2 separate regions of the Zea mays genome follow, and region 1 is linked to region 2. Evidence: chromatin contacts called from public Hi-C data. All regions are on one chromosome and are shown on one strand. The core of a region is the stretch at or near the end of the contact, and the rest is flanking DNA. Distances in the headings are between cores, read along the strand shown.

The links. Hi-C and Micro-C count contacts between places; a contact is called where the count stands out from the background.
Region 1: a contact with region 2 is called in a Hi-C map of leaf mesophyll, with 2.0 times the contacts expected there. The contact joins the promoter of LOC100282864 here to the promoter of LOC100383840 in region 2. A contact is called at or near these places in 6 of 25 Hi-C or Micro-C datasets (bundle sheath, ear, leaf and 2 more).

Annotation. Positions count from the first base shown.
Region 1 is chr1:181,105,145-181,108,112 of Zm-B73-REFERENCE-NAM-5.0, reverse strand. It overlaps LOC100282864 (copper chaperone), which reads left to right and starts at 1,315. Exons shown (of 3, transcript NM_001155770.1): 1 at 1,315-1,487. The coding sequence starts at 1,479. LOC100383715 reads left to right here. Exons shown (of 3, transcript NM_001176352.2): 3 at 1-621. The coding sequence ends at 427.
Region 2 is chr1:180,912,971-180,916,121 of Zm-B73-REFERENCE-NAM-5.0, reverse strand. It overlaps LOC100383840 (HSP20-like chaperones superfamily protein), which reads left to right and starts at 1,755. Exons shown (of 1, transcript NM_001176471.1): 1 at 1,755-3,151. The coding sequence starts at 1,798.

The DNA of each region.
Region 1 (2,968 bases), core at 66-2,565, 190 kb before region 2:
GTTGTTTACGCAGCGCCCGGACCATCCTTCGTTTCAAAAGAACTCTGGATGCGAGGGAAGGAAAGGCTGTTGCAGCTCGACGCAGCAGAGGAGGAACCTCCAGTGGAGCACACGGACCGGGGACTCGCTGGCCGAAGACCTGAAGTTCGCCACAAGCAGCAGCAGCAGCAGCAGCCGGCGTTGTTGTTCTGACAGCGCACGAGCTCCTCCTCCGCCGCCGTGCGAAGAACGCCGATGCGACGACGCTGCTGAACATCGTCCGAAGGTGACTGGGATCGCCAAGAGAAGAGAGACGAACCGTCGTCGGAGCACGGCTCGGTTTTTTATCTGCGCTATGGTGGTGGTGTTCGCGGCGGCGCTGTTGCTGGCTTGCTGGGAGCAGGACCACCACCCCAGTAACGAGCTGTACTTCGTAGTACCTACTTAGGCCTGGTTCGTTTCTGCTGGATTGGTGGGTCCGAACGATTTCTAACTGGATTACTTTTTTAATTTATATAAATTTTGATTAGTTGGAACGATTCTAGGTGCAATTCGACACAAATGAAAGGCCTTAGCGTATGCCTCCATGTGAGTGTAACCGTAAGATCTTACCTTTGTAAGAAAAAAGGAGGGTCATTTTCGAACTTGGTTTTACATATATGTTAAGTTATACTACATATTCTTAAATATTTGTCATCCATTAATTTATTTTTGAACTAATCGGCGATAAATAAAAAAGAACGGAAAAAGTGTATACATGAGAATGACAAGATGATGATGCTGTTGGAGAGCACCGAAACTGTGAAAGCTAGTGTGCATGATGATCACAGAGTCTTCAGTTCAGTTTTTTTTATGCTAATCTGTCCAGTTTGTACTTTTAATCTGGCTGGTAATAAGTAATCCCTCCGGTTTCCTATTAGTTGTCGTTTTAGATAAGGTTTGAGTCAAACTTATAAAATTTTGACTACAAATAACTATTTTGTTATTTAGTTTTGGAACCTAATATTTATATGCACCAATTTGTCATAAAAGTACTTTTATAAAAGTATAAATGTATTAAGAGTTCATTTGTATTTTAACAAAAAACATTGGTCAAAGTTATATTTTGGAGACCGTGTCGTTGTTCTAAACGATAACTAATAGGAAACCGGACGGAGTAGTAGTAATCAGCACGCAATTGGTGGTTGAGATAGTCTAAAAAATAATAATGTCTGACCGCAGAACCGACGGCGCCCGACCACCCACGCGAACGCGATGACGCAAACCTACCTCGGTTGGCCGGACGCCCCACCTGTCATTCACGGGAAAAGAGGACTTGGCCTCGCCTTCCCTTGCGTGTTTACCGACGCCACCGGCCGCCTGTATATCCTCACCCAACTCCGTCCCTCTCTCCCGGCCCAGATAGATCTTTCCCCCGTCCTCCCTCGCCTTCGCCTTCGCCGGCAGGAGATTTCCACCACCACCGCCGAACCGCCCCGACCCTCCTCCCCTCTCGCGCTATGGCCCAGGTAAATGCTCCCCTTCCGATCTCGTCGGGAACGATTGGTAGTAGATCTTTTTGGAGTAGGTAGGTACTCGACTCGCCGGTCCCCTTTCGTTCACGGGATGATGCCGGTTAATGGTTTCGCCGTGCGCGTAGATCCACTGTAAAGGGGTCCTTTGGGCCTGCCGCCTACCCTTGCGTTGCGTCGATCATCTCCCTCCATGGATGCTCTCGACAGTTTTGGGTCTCCGCTGCTTTATGCATCCGTCTCTCGAAGGATGACCTAAATCCTCTTAATTTTTTTTTTGTAATATATGCTCGTCGACAATCATACTTTTTAATTGATGCGGTGGATCCATCTCCCGTCTGGTATGCTACACGATTATATGGGATGCGGATGTGTTATCTCTGCTCCAGTGGCGGAGGACGCTAGAAAATTTAGGTGTTGCTAACGCGACTAAGACTAAAAATTTATGACACAGTTTAAAACAACTTGTAGCTATAAAATAAGTAATAGATGTTGAAAAATACCTTATTTAATAGTCATCTTGATTACAATCCATTTACAACCAAATGTCATATGGCGAATAAAATCTGGAAAAAAGAAAAAATAAGTTAGGAGCAAAAGAATCAGACCTTTAGCTATGAAAGCCCTTCTAACATCATCTCTAATATTAGGAGCAAAAGAATCCATTGGAATACAAAGTCCCGGATCAGAAATAATGTGATCCGGGTTGAACTGATTTATACCTTCGACTTGACCATTAACATTTTCACCATTGGCATCTTCACTATTATTCTCTTGGACTCCAACTTGTATTCTGGGTTCATTGCAAACTCCATCAGCGCGAGTGCTTAGTCTACTTCCACTAGAAGCTTGACTGAAATAGCTCTTTAAATCTGTCATTTTACGAAGCATATAGCATGTATTAGATAATTAGAAGACATTACAACAGCCAACAGGGAGTGTTCACATAATATAGAGAGATACTTTTTTGGGCCATATTCTTTGTCTTGTTTTTGTTTGTATCCAAGACTGCTATTTAGAAATTGGAAAATCTGCACATTGAAAAATCTACTAGATTAGACACGCATAATAAAATACTCACGCGGGTAATCAAATAAATACTCATGAGCTACCTTTGACCTTTCTATGCTCTGCTCACAAGTCTCACAAGTCACAATCAAACAACTAGAAGCATAGAAGCACGAAGCAAGCAGACAACTAGAAGCACTAAGCATTAAGCAATCAGCCAAGCAGACAACTAGACAAGCAGACGTGCGGCCAAGCAGGAAGCAGCGGCAGGCGGCAGCCGTGCGGCCATGCGGGTCGGCGCCTCGGCGGGACCAAGCGGCAAGCAGCCCGCAGCCGGCCGCCGGCGGGACAAGACAACCGGTCAACCGGACAAGCAGATCAGCGGAGCACCGGAGCTGGCGGCTGGAGCGTGACGAGTCCGAGGCTCCGAGCGGCTGGAGGCCTGGAGGCTGGAGCACCGGCAGGAGCGG
Region 2 (3,151 bases), core at 506-3,005:
TAGGACCAGACGTATACCAACAGCTGGAGGACTACGACTCATGGTGAAGGCCAAGCTTAACCCACACCCTCCGTCTAGAATTGAAAAAAAAATCGCCGAGCAGAGGTATTGCAGGTGTAGCGAACAGGACCAGCCAGATTTCAATCTGTCGTCCCTGACTACCACTGCAGAAAAATTGAAGGGGACAATTTCATTACCAGCCGCCTGGAAATCCATGGATGGAGAGAGATGGCCACTGCATCTGAACGTCGAAGCTGCTAGTGGATCCGAATCGTCCCTAGAACGAGCTAACATCGGTGGTCGTGGTGGACCTCCACCTCGCGGTTCAACTCCGCCACTGGGAACTCCAACCCCGACCATCTGCAATTGGGGGATACGTGTGCCGCCGAACACCATATCTTGACCGTCCGAAGCAACTGGCCTTGAGCCGCCAGCGCCGCGCCAGTGAAGAACAACAATGTATTCCTCCAAGACGATGATGTATCTGCTGCCGCCACCCACCTTTCGTCGAACAAAACTGCGCGTAGCTGGAAAAAATTTGCGGGAAGCTACTTGATTGCAAGCGCTCGGCAGGATTGGGGAGAGTTTTGCTCGCGCATATATGCGGGATCCATCGTTGCCTTTGTGGGAAGCCAAAAAATGGGAAAAGAAATAGCAGTCTCTTGGAAGCGAGAATGGTGGAGTTTGGACGCTAAAAACGCTATTCGCGTTGATATGCGGCACCTCTTAGAGTTGCTCTTAGGCTGAAGATTCATTTAGGCTATCCGCAACCGTTACCTCTAAATTTTCTCCCCTATATCACTTTTCCCCCCTATTTTCCCCCCTATTTTTTCATCTCCCGCAGCGGTTCCCCCTAAATACTCCCCCTATACCCCACTACCACTATAAAATATTATTTTCTATACCAACTATCAATTTTTTATCTACTAACAATTATCCGTGGACCCACAGCACAGTGTTTAGGGGGATGAACAGTGACGCGCTAGATCTAGGGGGAGAGAGAAGGGGGGCCGACGTGTAGGGAGCGCTATAGGGGGCACCGCTGCGGCCGCAGAGTGCCCCCTACGCGCCGCATGCAAGGGGAGGGGGCAGGGGAGGGGGCAGCGTTGCGGTCAGTCTTAGGCTATCCGCAACCGTTACCCCTAAATTTTTCCCCCTATATCACTTTTCCCCCTATTTTTTCATCTCCCGCAGCGGTTCCCCCTAAATACTCCCCCTATACCCCACTACCACTATAAAATATCATTTTCTATATCAACTATCAATTTTTTATCTACTAACAATTACTCGTGGACCCACAGCACAGTGTTTAGGGTGATGAACAGTGACACACTAGATCTGAGGGGGGGAGAAGGGGACCGACACGTAGGGGGCGCTGTAGAGGGCACCGCTGCGGCCATAGAGTGCCCCCTACGTGCCGCATGCAAGGGGAGGGGACAGGGGAGGGGGGAGCGTTGCGGTCAGTCTTAGCACTCCACTAGACCACTACAGTAGCAGCTCGATGGAATGGAGCCGTGGAGGCCAGCCAGCACAGCACAGGCAAGAAAGGAACCATGTCCTAGGCCCAAGGACGGAGGTGACCCAACCCACACCTCGCACTCCATGTCAGCCGGCTGCTTCCTGCTGTCCTCACCAAGCAACCCATCCTTGCATTCCATGGCTCGGACACGGCAGCAATACATGGCACGCTACGCCGCCGGATACCATAAATACACGTCGAGGCGGGGTCGCTGTCCGTGCACGCCCGCCGCGAAGGGCGAGCAGCTTCGGTCTCCGGCGGCGAGGAAATAGGCAGGCATGGACCGGCGGCAGCGCGCGGCGGCGCGGGTGTTCGAGGACTTCGACCCGGAGGTGGAGTGGAAGCTGGCAGGGGAGGAGCAGGACGTGGTGGAGATCGCGCTGCCGGGGTTCCGCAAGGACCAGGTGAGGGTGCAGGTGGACAACCACGGCGTGCTGCGCGCCACCGGCGAGCGACCCGCCAGGGGCGGCCGGTGGGCCAGGTTCAAGAAGGACCTCCGCCTCCCCGACAACTGCGACTCCGACGGCGTCCGCGCCAGGTTCGAGGGCGAGAAGCTCATCATCACGCTCCCCATCGTCGCCGCGCTGTCGCACTCGCCGACTCCGTCGCCGTCGCCACCTCCTCCTCCTCCACAACAACAACCACGCCGGCGTCCATCGCCGCCAGAGCCGTCCGTTCCTGCTCCTGAACCGCCGCCGCTGACACGCCAGAACCCATCGCCAACGCAGGCGCCTCCTCTACCACCTCAACCACGTCGGCACCCATCGCGCCCAGAACCTTCCATTCCTGCTCCTGAACCGCCGCCACCACAACCACGTACTTACCCTAAGCCACCGCCGCATCGGTCTCCGTCCCCACCGCGTCGGTCTCCGTCCCCGCCACAGCCACCCCGTACTTATCCTAAGCCACCGTCGCGTCGGCCTCCGTCCCAGCCGCCACCGTCGCGTCGCTCTCCGTCCCAGCAGCCGCCACGTACTTATACTAAGCCACCGTCGCGTCGGCTTCCGTCCCCGCCGCCACCACCGCGTCGCTCTCCGTCCCCGCCACAGCCGCCCCGTACTTATCATAAGCCACCGTCGCGTCGGCCTCCGTCCCCGCCGCCACCACCGCGTCGGTCTCCGTCCCCGCCACAGCCGCCCCGTACTTATCCTAAGTCACCGTCGCGTCGGCCTCCGTCCCCGCAGCCACCACCGCGTCGGTCTCCGTCCCCGCCACAGCCGCCCCGTACTTATCCTAAGCCACCGTCGCGTCGCTCTCCGTCCCCGCCGCCACCGTCGCGTCGCTCTCCGTCCCCGCCACAGCCGCCACGTACTTATCCTAAGCCACCGTCGCGTCGGCTTCCGTCCCCGCCGCCACCACCGCGTCGCTCTCCGTCCCCGCCACAGCCGCCACGTACTTATCCTAAGCCACCGTCGCGTCGGCTTCCGTCCCCGCCGCCACCACCGCGTCGCTCTCCGTCCCCGCCACAGCCGCCACGTACTTATCCTAAGCCACCGTCGCGTCGGCCTCCATCCCCGCCGGCCCCAGCACCACCTGCCGCTGAAGAGCTGACAGAGGCCGGCACCGAGGAACGGAAACAATCGCCACCGCCACACCAGACGCCGGGTGCTGCTCCTGGGCCGAAGACTCCTC